Linked DNA regions of Mus musculus: regions 2, 3 and 4 are each linked to region 1. Evidence: chromatin contacts called from public Hi-C, HiChIP or PLAC-seq and promoter capture Hi-C data. All regions are on one chromosome and are shown on one strand. Each heading gives the region's core, a stretch centred on a gene start, on an enhancer-like site or on the middle of the called end of the contact. The rest is flanking DNA. Distances are from core to core; before and after follow the strand shown.

Evidence for each region. Promoter capture Hi-C pulls out the DNA fragments that hold promoters and counts their contacts. Hi-C and Micro-C count contacts between places; a contact is called where the count stands out from the background. HiChIP or PLAC-seq counts read pairs in DNA pulled down with a chosen protein or histone mark.
Region 2: an H3K4me3 HiChIP or PLAC-seq map of forebrain shows a contact between it and region 1, with 3 times the contacts expected there. The contact joins the enhancer-like site here to the promoter of Rai1 in region 1. A contact is called at or near these places in 17 of 39 promoter capture datasets (the 3T3-L1 cell line, 3T3-L1-derived adipocytes, the HPC-7 cell line and 11 more), 1 of 15 datasets of contacts at CTCF or cohesin (embryonic stem cells), 1 of 484 Hi-C or Micro-C datasets (embryonic stem cells), 8 of 115 datasets of contacts at active chromatin or transcription factors (DN3 thymocytes, the HPC-7 cell line, embryonic forebrain and 4 more) and 1 of 9 other capture datasets (adipose tissue).
Region 3: a promoter capture Hi-C map of liver shows a contact between it and region 1, with 3 times the contacts expected there. The contact joins the promoter of 1810063I02Rik here to the promoter of Rai1 in region 1. A contact is called at or near these places in 16 of 39 promoter capture datasets (the 3T3-L1 cell line, 3T3-L1-derived adipocytes, the C10 cell line and 10 more).
Region 4: a contact with region 1 is called in a Hi-C map of cerebral cortex, with 2.0 times the contacts expected there. The contact joins the enhancer-like site here to the promoter of Rai1 in region 1. A contact is called at or near these places in 13 of 39 promoter capture datasets (the 3T3-L1 cell line, 3T3-L1-derived adipocytes, cranial neural crest and 6 more), 1 of 15 datasets of contacts at CTCF or cohesin (CD8 T cells), 7 of 484 Hi-C or Micro-C datasets (the HL-1 cell line, cerebellum, cerebral cortex and 4 more), 11 of 115 datasets of contacts at active chromatin or transcription factors (the 230-238 cell line, T-cell acute lymphoblastic leukemia, double positive thymocytes and 8 more) and 4 of 9 other capture datasets (adipose tissue, embryonic stem cells, liver and 1 more).

Annotation. Positions count from the first base shown.
Region 1 is chr11:60,103,406-60,106,686 of GRCm38.p6, reverse strand. It overlaps Rai1 (retinoic acid induced 1), which reads right to left and starts at 1,674. Exons shown (of 6, transcript NM_009021.2): 1 at 1,293-1,674.
Region 2 is chr11:59,878,490-59,881,770 of GRCm38.p6, reverse strand. No RefSeq gene overlaps it. Among named protein-coding and RNA genes, the nearest start is that of Nt5m, 32 kb to the right of the region's middle. Within about 2 kb of position 1,645, at least 61 of the 459 cell types and tissues checked have an H3K27ac peak or open chromatin away from gene starts, as enhancers often do. A contact at or near this core is called in adipose tissue and forebrain, where this site is marked.
Region 3 is chr11:59,919,906-59,923,186 of GRCm38.p6, reverse strand. 1810063I02Rik (RIKEN cDNA 1810063I02 gene) reads right to left here and starts at 1,688. Exons shown (of 2, transcript NR_130986.1): 1 at 1,580-1,688; 2 at 1,298-1,462.
Region 4 is chr11:60,246,717-60,249,997 of GRCm38.p6, reverse strand. Tom1l2 (target of myb1-like 2 (chicken)) reads left to right here. Exons shown (of 15, transcript NM_153080.3): 8 at 934-1,067. Among named protein-coding and RNA genes, the nearest start is that of Gm38501, 10 kb to the left of the region's middle. Within about 2 kb of position 1,702, at least 48 of the 459 cell types and tissues checked have an H3K27ac peak or open chromatin away from gene starts, as enhancers often do. A contact at or near this core is called in T-cell acute lymphoblastic leukemia, cerebral cortex, double positive thymocytes and 7 more, where this site is marked.

The DNA of each region.
Region 1 (3,281 bases), core at 425-2,924:
CCACATCACAGCTTGCCTGGCCCCACTCTCCACCCGCCTCCCCTCCCAGGGCAGCAGACAACTAAAAAAAGATAAAATAAAAAGAAGTAATTCCCCTGCTCTGACGTCAGCTCGAGGTCTTAACAGCCCAGCAGCCGCATGAAACTAGATTGCAACCAGATGTAATGCCCTTGAATTCTCAACACAGCACTGCCGTTGGAAAAGGGGGTGGGAGGGGGCGCGGGGCCCCGCTCGAACCGCGACACAAGCGCTGCGGGAGTGCGTGCGGTGGGGCTGGGACGCGCCGGCCTGGGCTCGCCGTGCAGGCACGCAGCCTCACGTCCCCAGTCCTTCGGAGCGTAAGACGCTCGGGTTTAATCCATTCAGAGTCCTCAGGTCCTGGGTTCCCGGGACGCAGGCACAGCTCCTGGCTGCACTCCCGCCCTGCTGTGTGAATGAGCGACCGGGAGCCCCAAGAGGAGCTAGCTAGCTGGTCGCTGGGAAAAACGGGCGCCCCGGGAAACTGGGGCCGCCGCGACCTGGAGCCTGCCTTGTGTTTCGCTTCCCCTCTGCTCCTCCTTGAAGGCCTCCAGTTGTGACCAGAGCTCCAAATGTCACCTCCCAGCCCTGCCAAGCCCTCGCCCCTGCCGCGCTCGGCCCAGTATCCCCCCCCCACAGGTCTTCTTGCCTCCAAAAGGCGTGGGACTCGGCCTCGAAAGGGCCCACGGGCCTGGCCGCCGCGCCGCTTTCGGAAGGGCACCAAGCTCGCGTGTCCCGGGCTCCAGCCGGTGGCGTCACCCCAAAAGGCCCGTGCGCCCAGGGCCTGGCCACGAAGGGACTCCTGGGTCGCGGGGACCGTTTCCTGGTCAGTGCGGGGCCTGCGCACAGGCCCAGGCGGGGACACGCGGCGACCGCCGCGTCCTGTGTCACCACGAGCGGCCCTCGCAGTCCGGACACCCGGGAGCAGGCTACACCCCGAGCCTCCGGCTCCCCGTCCCCACCCAGAACGCACTCACAAAGCTCCCTCGGGCCCTCGCTGCACCGCCCCACGTCCCCGCCCCACACTCGGTGACACTGGGCCTCAGGTCCCAGCACCGGCGCCCGGCGGGCCACCGACTCTCCAGAATCCCCTCATGCAGCTCCTACACGGCCACCAGCGGCCTCACGCCGGCGCCACACAAAGCCAGGCCGCGCGACCCCGCGTCCGCGCCCCACGCGCGCTCGGCCCCCGCCCGGACCCCTGCCCGCTGGGTCCCCACGCCTCGCGCCGCCCCCGCCCAGGTCCTTGTCCCCGCGCCGGGCTCCCCGCTCACCTCGGAGCCCGCGGTCACTCCGGGGCCCGGCGTCCGGCGCTGCGACTTCGCGGCCCGGAGGCCCGCGCGCCCATGGGTGTCCGGCACGACGGCCGCCCGGGCGGGAAAGAGGGTGGGCCGCGGGGCCCCTTCCTCGGACCTCGACAAGGCAGCCAGCTACCCTGGCCACCGCCGCCACCACCGCCACCACCGCCTGGCTCTGCAAGCGGCCTGTCCGAGCCCAGGCGCGAGCGGGGGTGGCACCGGGGCGCCGGGAGCCGGCGGCGCGCGTAGCGGGCCCTGACCGCGCACCCTGCCGGGCCTGCCTGATGCCCGCGGGAGCCCGAGAGAAATGCGATCCCCTCCACACAGGAAGAGCGGCGGGCGGGCGGGCGACGTGCGGGGGGAGCAGGAGAGCGAGAGCGCGAGGAAAAAAGTTCCCGGGCGGCCAGGCAGCTCTCGCTCGTGGCCTCGGGTGCCAGGTGGGCCGTTCGCGCCCCGACAGCGCCCCCTGGCGCCCGCGCGCCCCACTGCACGCCCCATGTCTGTCTGGGGGCAGGGGCTTGGCAGAGGGCCTGAAGGTGCAGCCCGGCGAGAAAGGCCTGGGGACAGCCACAGGACATGGTCTGCTCATCACTCGCTGAGGATTTTGGACTTAGACTTGGGCCAGGCCTCTCCCCGTCCCCCGCTCATTCCACCACCATGTGGCCCTCACCTGTGACTGTTTCTTTGGTTGGAGAATCCGTTTCAAATTTCCTCAAGTTAGATGTAAAAAATGTAGTCACGGCACATGTGGCACCTTGTTGGGTACCGAAGCAGTGCGGTTCCTGCCTGTCAAGGAGCTGGCATTGTGTAGGGGAGACTCAGACAGCCAACAATGATCAGGTCCATAACGAAGATAATTTTAGAGCGAAATAAGTGCTAGGAAGAAAATCAGCAGGTGCAGTGATGGATTTAGCTGCGAGTGAGAGAAGGCCTGTCTGAACAAATCGCTGAAGAGCAGGAAGGAGCCTGCACCAGCAGCGCATGGAAGAGCATTCTTTGAGAGGAAAAGACAAGTGTGGGTGCCCCGAGGCAGGAGTGCTCTTGATGAATAAGCACAAGTGTAAGGAGGCCATACATACCCAATGGGATAAGAAGTGGGCATGTTAGCCAGGCAGTGGTGGCACACGCCTTTAATCCCAGCACTTGGGAGGCAGAGGCAGGCGGATGTCTGAGTTCCAGGCCAGCCTGGTCTACAGAGTGAGTTCCAGGACAGCCAGGGCTACACTGAGAAACCCTGTCTCGGAAAACCAAAAAAAAAAAAAAAAAGCATGCTGAATTTTAATCCAAGGTCAGGGCCTGTAGGACTACAAAGAGCCTAAAGGCAGCCTCCTTAGTGCTGTGGGAAGTAAGCCACCAACAGATTTTAAGTAAAAGAATTTTGAATGGATTTGTAAATGAACCGATTAACTTATAGACAGCCCCATGAGCCGTGGCTACCCCAAGGCTTCTGCTCCCCTCCTCAGGGTGGCATGAGTTACCTGCTTCGTCGAAGTCTGAGCCATTCATCAGGTCAAAGCACCCAAGTCCCCAGGTGACTTGACACAAGTGAGTCAGTCACCCTTTCAGTCCTGTTTCTTCATCAGGAGTGTGAGCGTTGTGCTAAGTTCAGCACCTTTGTCTTCTTGTAACAGACACTTCACCCCTTCTGCCTCATCCTATACATCCTGACTGCTTCTCTCCTAGCCCACCACATCTATGAAGGTCCTTCACTTATACTGACAAAGCCGAGACCCACCCTAGGTCCTCCTTACTGCCTGGCGGGAAACACAAATTATAAGCGGAGAGGAGGGCAAGTGGGCACTGTGTTGTTTCAGGCCTGCTTTCAACTGTGACTCCAGACCTGGTTTCTGAGCATGGCATCTTTATTCCCATAAGCCAAGCACAGTGAATGGTCTTTCCAGACACACTAGGCATATCACACACACTCTCTCTCCTCCTCCTCCTCTTCCTCTTCCTCCTCCTCTT
Region 2 (3,281 bases), core at 396-2,895, 220 kb after region 1:
CAAGGGAAGGGCCTCTCACTCCCCAGTGGCATGGTTTGTCTCCTCTCAGGAACTGGGGCTACTCTGCTCTCCTTTCTCCTTCCTGTATCTGTGGTCCCTCCCTTGGCCTTGGCCTTGGCTCCTACTTCTCTGCTCCCACTGGCGACCTGCACCTTCCCTCACCGTAAGCTGCTTGCAGGTCCCTCAGTTCCTTTCTTGGCACCTGCCGCTGTTGCTCCATTTCTGTTTTGGTTCTTCCCTTCCTGGGATGTCTAATCCCTTTTTCCCATAGGATGAACTCAGTGGTGCCTAGATGACCACATCTCACTCCCAGAATCCATGCATGAAGGCAGGCATGTACGCATGTACTCGCATGCACGCACGCACGCACGCACGCACGCACACAGCATGAATTACTCAGGCTTAAGTGTACTTATGGTTTTATGGTTCACACCACAGTGTCATTTTGCCCCTGCTGTCTCCATTTGCAGACCAGCAAGCATCCCACCAACAATACCTCAGACTCTGCTTAAACTGTCATTGTCCCTGGATGTCACTGCCTGCTTCACCCACACCTTCTTCCTACCCCCACAAAACAGACCTTGTGCTGGGTGTTGTGTTCAGAGCAGGTGGATCTCTGAGGTCAAGCCCAGCCTGGTCTACAGAGTGAATCCCAGGACATCAGGGTTACATAGTGAAAGCTTGTTTGAAAAACAAAAACAACAAACAGCAGAAAAAATTAAACAGACACAGCACACTTGTGTTCTCTGCTCGGCTGTGTGTGTGCTTGGTGGTGGGAAAGTGCAGCTTAGTCTGTCAGTGTGGGTCTTAGCTTTTATTGTAAAATCACCACCCCCTGCAAGACCATGTGTTGAAGGTAATATGGGGGGGCCTGTAGGGCATGGGGCCTAGGGGAAGGAAGTTAGGTCATTGGGAGGGATACTCAAAGGGACCCTCATCCCTCCTCTACACTTGTCGTTTCACACCTCAGGCACAGAGTGAACACTGGCTCCACTGAGTGACCCCACCATAATACTCTTCTTCATCCCAGGCTCAACAGCAAAAGGACCAACAGACTGTGGGCTGAAAGCTTTGGTCTTAGTCCCTAATAAACCAAAAATAAACCTTTCCTCTTTTTATCTTAACCTTGCTTCATAGTCACTTGGGGAAATTTATGATATCGCAGCACACAGCATAGGCTCAGGAAGCATTGGGGTCTTCTGTCCTCTTCCCTAGACTCTCTTCTCCTTGCATAAGAGTCCTGTGGAGTTAGGACTCCGGAGTCCTGTGGAGTTAGGACTGTAAGTTGTCATAAGGCTGGGACTTGGGAGGATGATCGCTGGCAGGGCAGGGCAGGGCCTGGGTCAGTGGGGTCGGAAAGCAGAGGCTCCAGGCTGGAGATGGGGCCTGTGTAGGGAAGAACTGCACTGGCTGAGCCTGGAGACTCACACATCCAATAATGCCAGGCCCTTCTCAGTGGGGGGAGCAGCTGATGTGAGTCATATCCCAGTGCTCAGACAACAGTGCCTGAGGTTCCAAGACCCAGCCCAGAAGGTGCCTAGGTCAGAGAGAAATGCTGGTGGCTGGGAACAACAGGCTGAGACTTCCCAGGGATGACTGCAGGCTTCAGGGAGGCACAAAGGGCTCCAAGGTTCTGGAGCCAGTCCTCTGGCGCCATCAAGTGGCCATCTTTACAAACTGTAGTTCCTCTGTCAGATTTGTTTCACTCAGTGGTTCTCAACCTTCCTAATGCTGCAACACTTTATTTAATACAGTTCCTTATGCTCTGGTGACCCCTCCCCACACCATACAATTATTTTGTTGCTACTTCATAACTGTAATTTTGATGTTATGAATCATAGTGTAAATATCTGATATGTCACCTGAAGTCACGACCCACAGGTTGAGAACCTCTAGAATTTGCCCAGTAGTGGAACTAATTAATAGATTCTTGGAGTTTGCATTAAGTCCACAAGTCCTCTGTGCAGGCAGGCGTTCATTAAGTGGCAAGTAGCTTGGTTGTTACTGACCTTCTGTGAAACCTAGTCTGTACATTCAAGCCAGCTGTAGCAGATCTAATCAAGGAGTTTTCAAACCGCAGAGACACTCACTGGGGAGGCTGTTCATATGTGGCTTCCATGTATTTTTATCCTGTAGAGTCGTTTTTAAAAGAAGGCACAACATTGGGCACAGAGAGAGAGAGTGGGTGCTTCCACTTCCCCTGCCAGTCCTCAGCCATGGGTGCTTGATAGCTACTTGTCTGATGAGCGACACTCAGGAATCTAACTGGCAGTTCTTCCTCGACTGCACCGACGAGGTAATGCCAGCCCTTGTGCTCCCTGGGTACAGAATCCCAGCAGATAAACGCAGCCACTGATGCCTGTGTTTTGGGGACAGCTTTCAGACTCCTGGGGCACCTCCAGAAGGATCCAGTGCGTAAAACTCTCACCATGTCTCTGCAAGGACAGACAAGAAGTTGGGGCCTTCTCATACCCAGTGGAGCCTCCCAGACAGGGAGCACCATTTGTTGGAAGGGTAGCAGAGCTTTGGGCTCTGAAGGAGCTTGCCTAAGAGTGTCCCTAACTGGTGAGGAGGGCCTCCTGGTCCTCCTGGATCACCACAGGATTGGTCAAATGCTGCTCTCAGCAACCCTAGTATAAATAGGAGGACTAGTGAAGACTGGATGCCAGGCTACTCCATGAAGGGCCCCAGAGACCACAAACTCCCTGAGCAGGAGGTAGGAGGGAGAAACCCAGAGAGCGCTGCAAACCTCAGCAGATATGGTGGCTAGTTTTATGTCACCTTGACACGCTAGAGTTAAGTAAAAGGAGGGAAACTCAATCCAGAAAATATCCACCTAAGATCTATCTGTAGGGCATTTTCTTAGTTAATGATCAGTGGGGGAGGGCAGCCCTTTGTGGGTGGTGCAATCTCTGGAATGGTGGTGGTCCTGGGTTCTGTAAGAAGGATGAGTGAGCTACAGGGAGCAAGCTATCCCTCCATGGCCTCTGTGTCAGCTCCTGCCTCCAGGTTCCTGCTCCGTTGTGTTCCTTCTGACTTCCTTCAGTGGTGGACTACGGATGTTGACGTGTGAGACAAATACACCCTTTCTTCTGCAACTTGCTTCAGTCACTGTTTCATCACAGTGATAGAAACCTGAAGACAAGTTAGTGCCAGGGGAATAGGGTGTGATGGCTTGTCAAGTTCCAGAGGGAAGCAAAGACTCCACGGGCCTTCTGTGTGCAGAATCTGTGGTGTCTGGTCGGCTGGGCTGAAGAATCGGCTGTGATTGACAAGAGACC
Region 3 (3,281 bases), core at 439-2,938, 180 kb after region 1:
AGGAAGCCTCCTTCATCTACCAACAGGGTAGGCCCTTACATGGCTGCACCCGGCTAACCTGTGGACCCTGACTTCAGCCCTGTTCATGCAGGTTGGAGAGCTGCTCTTAGCTTGCTTCCCCCAGCCCTAGCTAGCTTCCTCATGGACATGTTAACTGGTAACCCACTTGCACTGGCTGGTTTTGTGTATCAACTTGTCACAAGCTGGAGTTATCACAAAGAAAGGAGCCTCCCTTGAGGAAATGCCTCTGTAAGGCCCAGCTATAAGGCATTTCCTCAATTAGTGATGAGGTAGTGTGAGGGCCCAGCCCATTGTGGGTGGTGCCATCCCTGGGCTGGTGGTCCTGGGTTCTATAAAAAAGCAAGCTGAGCAAGCCAGTAAGTAACATCCCTCCATGGCCTCTGCATCAGCTCCTGCTTCCTGACCTGCTTGAGTTCCAGTCCTGACTTCCTTTGGTGCTGAACAGCAATGTGTAAGTATAAGCTGAATAAACCCTTTCTTCTCAACTTGCTTCTTGGTCATGATGTTTGTGCAGGAATAGAAACCCTGACTAAGACACCACTTACAGATAAAGCTCAAAAACAGGTAAAATCCAGTTAGAGATTGCACCTGCAGGGCAGAGAGCCCCAGAGCCATTGGGTGCTGCCTTCTGGCTTCAAGTCTGAGTTCTGATTCCATGGGTATATTTGCTAACAGGCAGTGCTATGAATGTATATAAGATAATTAAATTTAAATCTGAGTTTAAAATTTTTTATTCATTTATTTAGTATGTGTTTGTGTGTGTGTGTGTGTTGTGTGTGTGTGTGTAGATCAGAGGACAGCCCATGAGAATTGGTTCTCTCCTTCTACCATGAAAGTGACAGGGATCAAGCAAATAACCATGCGTGGTAGCAGGTGTCTTTACCCACAGCAGCATCACACTGGCCCTGAGTTTGACATTTTTAAAAGGGCATGTGGAGTGGCTCACGGAAGATCTAGAGTCAGAGAGTTGAGGCCCAAGAGACACAGACAGGGTCCAGAACACCGTCCCCAATCATGGCTTGGACGGAGAAAGGGCTTGGGCTCCTGTTACTGTCAGGTGTTTTACTGAGGACCGGGTCCCCGCTCCTCACGCCAAGCTCAGGGCCGGTGTGCTTTGCTCCCTGGCCTTGGTGTAGACCTGTGACAGAGGTCAGGTGGGCTCCACGTGCTGAGCTTAAGACTCCCCAGCGCCCCAGAGAGAGGCCTGGGGAGAACTGGGAACATGGCCTTTGTTTCCAATCCCCAGAGATTCCAAGCTTTCGTCAGAGCTGAGGTTCATGGTTACGAGCCTTTTATTTTTTTAATCCTAGAAATGTTTCAAGGGGACCAACCAGCTCTCCTGTCCCATCAGCTTCTGTCAGTTCAAATCTCGGTCTCGGAGTCAGCATCCCACATCTCTGGCTCTGACCTCCTCCCTGTCAGGCACTGTGGTAACCATGGTCTGAAAGAAAAAAAACAACAACAACTTTTAAAGGTTTTTAAACTTTATTGTTAAAATAACTTAAAATAAATCAGCCACATACCCAAATTAACCAGACCCTGAGTTTAGACAACTCACAGCTGGCTGAATAGGTACTCAGGATGGAAGCTGTGCCGGCTGGTTTATGTCAACTGGACACAAGCTAGGATCGCCGGAAAGGAGGGAACCTCAGCTGAGAAAATGCCTCCGTAAGATCTGTGGGGCAGCTTCTTAATTGGTGATTAAAGTGGGAGGGTCCAGCCCGTTGTGGGTGGGGCCACCCCGTCAGGTGATCCTGGGTAGGGGAAAGCCAGTGAGCAGCACCTCTCCATGGTCTCTGCCTCAGCCTCTGCCTCCAGCTTCCTGCGCTGCTGGAGTTCCTGCCTTGGTTTCTCTCAGTGGGCTGTAATTCAAGATGTGTAAGCCAGACAAACCCTGTCCTCCCCAGCTTGGTCCCGGTGTTTCATCTCAGCAATTATAATCCTACCTAGGGACGCTGTGGGACTTCTCAGTGAACTTTATCTTTCACTATCAAATATACTTTAGGTGTTTGTTTATCCACTACCAAAACCAAAAGAATAAATCTTATGACGGAGTTAGAACTAGAAAAACAGATTTATATTCTCTCTCTTAGGTCGCATTCTTTCCTTGCATTCAGCCCTCCTTTCCCGTGGTGTTCAGCCTTTCTCGTTCTCTCTTCTCCATATCATACTGTACCGGCAGGCACGCTTGTTTGCATGTGTGTGTATAATATTTGCTAGATTCACCATATGAAGAGGACATGGGGCTTTTTCTTTCTGAGGCTGTGTGACCTCACTGGATATTATACATTTTAAGGCCATCTGTTTTCTTGCAAATTTTTATTTCACTTTTCTTTAGAGCTGAGCAATAATCCATTATATATAATACATGATATATTATATTCCATTACATATGTATATACACACACACACACACACACACACACACATATATGTTTCATTATTGGCTCCTCTGTTGATTCCAATTTTTTGCCATAGTGAATTAAACAGTAATTAACACAGTGGTGCACATATCTATAGGGTGGGTGTGGTTTGGTGGGTGTATACCCAGGAGTGGACTAGTTGGGTCACGTGCTAGTTCTGGTTTTATTTTTATTTTTTGAGACCTCTCTGCAGCGGTTTCCACGGGGCTGTATCAGTTTGCATCCTCAACAACAGTGAATTCTCTTCAATGGTGAATTAAGAGTTCCTGTTTCTCCACATCCTCTCCAACGTTTGTGGTCAGATTTATTGACAAACGCCATTTGGACTGGGGTTAGGTGGTACCTCAAAGTAGTTTTGATTGGCATTCCCTAATGGTGGGGGTATTGGATAATTTTAAAAATAGTAAATTGGCCATCTGTCTGTGTGTCTTTTTAAAAATCTGTCTATTCAGTTCATTTGTCCATTTGCTGGTTGGCAGTTTTATTCCCTTGGCGTTTAATCTCCACAGTTCTTTCTAAGTTCTGGACATTATCCCCTCTCTGAAGTGTACTGGGTACCGATTTTCTCCCCTTCTCTGGGCTGTCTGTTAACTGCTGACTGTGTCCTGTGCAGAGAACTGTCATTCTCCTGTTCCTATCAGTTGATGGTGGAGTTAGTTCCTGTGCTGCTGGTATTCTGTTTAAAACAGTCTTGCCTTCCCCAGTCTCCTGAGGGGTATTCATAGCCTGTGTTTTCTTCTAAAGTTTCAGGACTTTTAGATTTTACCTTAAGGGTTTTTATCCATTTTGAACTGGGTTTTGTACAAAGTGAAGGATATAAATCTAATTTAATCCTCC
Region 4 (3,281 bases), core at 453-2,952, 140 kb before region 1:
AGAGGCTCTATAATGATAGAGCCCTGAGATGTTGGTTGGTTGTTGGTAGTCGTTCAGGGGGATTGGTTGCAGGGTTTTTTTTGTTTCTTTGTTTTTTTGGTTTTTGGTGGGTTTTTTTTGTTTTTTTGTTTTTTGTTTTTTAGACAGGGTTTCTCTGTGTAGCCCTGGCTGTTCTGGAACTCACTCTGTAGACCAGACTGGCCTCGAACTCAGAAATCCACCTGCCTCTGCCTCCCAAGTGCTGGGATTAAAAGTGTGTGCCACCACTGCCCAGCTGTGTGGTGCAACCTTAACACTAGAGAGTGATGGTTTAACTTTATAACTCAAATCAAACACAGGCGAAAGCTTAACTGACAAAGACAAAGCAAAATGGTTGTTATGGTATTATTTCAGCCATCCAAAGCTTTTTTCTGTATGTGATGGTTTAATTAATTGTTTTGTTTTTAGTGGAATTATAGGAATATATCTGCTTAAATAGCCTTACTAAATTGTATCTTTATAGGTATCCCATATTGATTTCCAAATTTATTTGCATTAAATATTCTTTTTAAAAATGACTTGTACTAACATACTTGTGTATGCTCAGAGGTGTGTGTGTGTATGTGTGTGTGTGCACGTGTGAGTGTGCATCTCTGTGTGTGTGTCTGGGTATCTGTGTGAATGCGTGCATGTGTGTGTCCGTCATTGTGTGTGTGTGTGTGTGTGTGTGTGTGTGTGTGGTTGCACATGCTCGCAAGCCTACAGAACTACTTGCTTCCTCTGAGGCAGGAGAGGAGGAAGCTGTTAACTTCACATTCTGCACACGCCTGATTTTATGAACAAGCATGTACTCCTTCTGTGACTTTCAAGAAACAGTGCAAATCCTTTCAAAGGCAGTGGAATGTGAGAAAAGCATTCCCAGCAGGCCCTGCCAGAAGTGCATATGTTCCCTAGGAATTGAACAGGACCTGCCGAGCCATGCAGCACCGCATAGTGGAGCTCATCTCCCGAGTGTCCAATGAGGAGGTCACCGAGGAGCTGCTGCACGTCAACGATGACCTCAACAATGTCTTCCTCCGCTATGAGAGGTGGGGCAAAGTCCTCGGGGTCTTCTCCTTGAGAAGATGATTGGTGTATCAGAGGAAGTTCATTCATAAACAAAGCAGGGAGAGGAGCCTGGGAGCCTGGGAGGTGTTAGAGGTGGGGAGTAGTCATCAGAGATGCTCATTTGCTCTTGGATGACAGAAAAAGTGCTTCTTGTTCTCCAGAGAACAGAAGAGCAGGCAGCTGACTGCAGCCTCCACCTCTGCTCCCTGTGAGTCCCAGGGAGGGCTGAGACAGGGTTTGCACCTGCTCCTTTGATGATCCTTTGAATTTGAAAAGGACTGGGGGAGGGGAACCTTTACTAAAGAACAGGATTTCCTCTATTTCTAGTCTTGAAAAAAGATCATTCCCTTTGTAAATGTCAGTACTTCTGGGGTATTGAGTGAAGTAGGCTGGATGTGAGCACTGTTTCTCTGGGGAAACACACTTTTCTTCACTTCTTCCTGCAGCCAAACCACTTAAAGTGATAAACTTGAACCCTCTTTTTTCTTCCCGAAGCCTCCCACAGGACAAAGTTGGTTTTTTTTTTTTGGTTTCTTCTGGACCTAGCTTTACGTGGGTAGTGTGGAAAACTGCTCCCATCTGTACCGATTTAGGCACTTCCCAATTGGCCCAGGGTTGTGGCTTGCTTTGACTCTAGGCCAGCCTTCTCCATTAAAGGAGCCTGACAGCAGTGTGAGCCCCTTGGAGGCTGTAGCCACTCACTCTGCTGACTGGCAGGTTTCTGTATAAGTTTGTCAGAGGACAGTGCTATGACATAAGTAAGAACAGAACACAGGCACTGTTTGCTTTGGAGGCTCTCTAACCCAGTAGTTCCATGTAACCCTTCACTGGAGATGTACAGCAGGAAATAATGTGTGATGTGTGACTGCTGCCCATAAGCCCATTGGGCTGCATTACAAAGATGTCAGAAGCACCTCTGCAACACACACACACACACACACACACACACACACACACACACACGTGTCTCAGACTGGCCTTGAACTCTTGACCTTCCTGCCCCAGTCTCTCCCCAAATGCTCAGATTACAGTTACCCACCACCATGCCCATGTAGTCTTTCTAGTTCTCTTTTTGTTTTGTTTTTGTTTTATTTATTTTTTTCAATACCTCCTTTGACTCCGCCCAGTCCCCACCCCCTCTCCCTCAGATCCATTCCTTCCTCCTCTGTCCCTTCAGAAAAGAGCAGGTCTCCCAGGGATATCAACTGAGTTCAGCATATAAGGTGGGATAAGACTCGACACAAACCCTCATACCAAGGTGAGGAGGAGGAGAGGTGTCCCAAGAGCAGGCCAAAGAGTCAGAGACACCACCCCCTACTCCTACTGTTAGGAGTCCAGCTAAAACACCAAGTTAACACCATAACATACAGACAGAGGACCTAGCACAGACCCACACAGAGGACCTAGCACAGACCCACACAGAGGACCTAGCACAGACCCACGCAGAGGACCTAGCACAGACACATGCAGAGGACCTAGCACAGACACACGCAGAGGACCTAGCACAGACCCATGCAGAGAACCTAGCACAGATTCACATAGAGGACCTAGCACAGGCCCATGCAGAGGACCTAGCACAGACCCACGCAGAGGACCTAGCACAGACACATGCAGAGGACCTAGCACAGACCCACGCAGAGGACCTAGCACAGACCCATGCAGAGGACCTAGCACAGACCCACGCAGAGGACCTAGCACAGACCCACGCAGAGGACCTAGCACAGACCCACGCAGAGGACCTAGCACAGACCCACGCAGAGGACCTAGCACAGACCCATGCAGAGGACCTAGCACAGACTCACATAGAGGACCTGTGGGACTTGTTCTGGTGTCCTTCACTCCTCTGGCTCCTGCAAATCTTGTGGGAGGTTTTGTTGATGTTGTTGTTGTGTTTGTTTATTTGTTTGTTTGTTTTTAAAACAGGATCTCTCTATGTAGTCCTGGCTGTCCTGGCACAAACTTTGTAGAACAGGCGGGCCTTGAACTCATAAAGATCTCCTGCCTGTACCTCCTAAGTGCTAGGATTAAAGGCATGTGTCACTATCCCTGACCTATAAAAACAAACAAACAAATAAATAAACAAACAAATAAATGAAGGGTGCAGTCTCGGAGCTGCCATGGTTCACTTAGGTCTGCCCACCTTGAGTCAAGCCTGTCTTCTTTTCCGTTTTTTTTTTCTTTCTTTCTTTCAGATG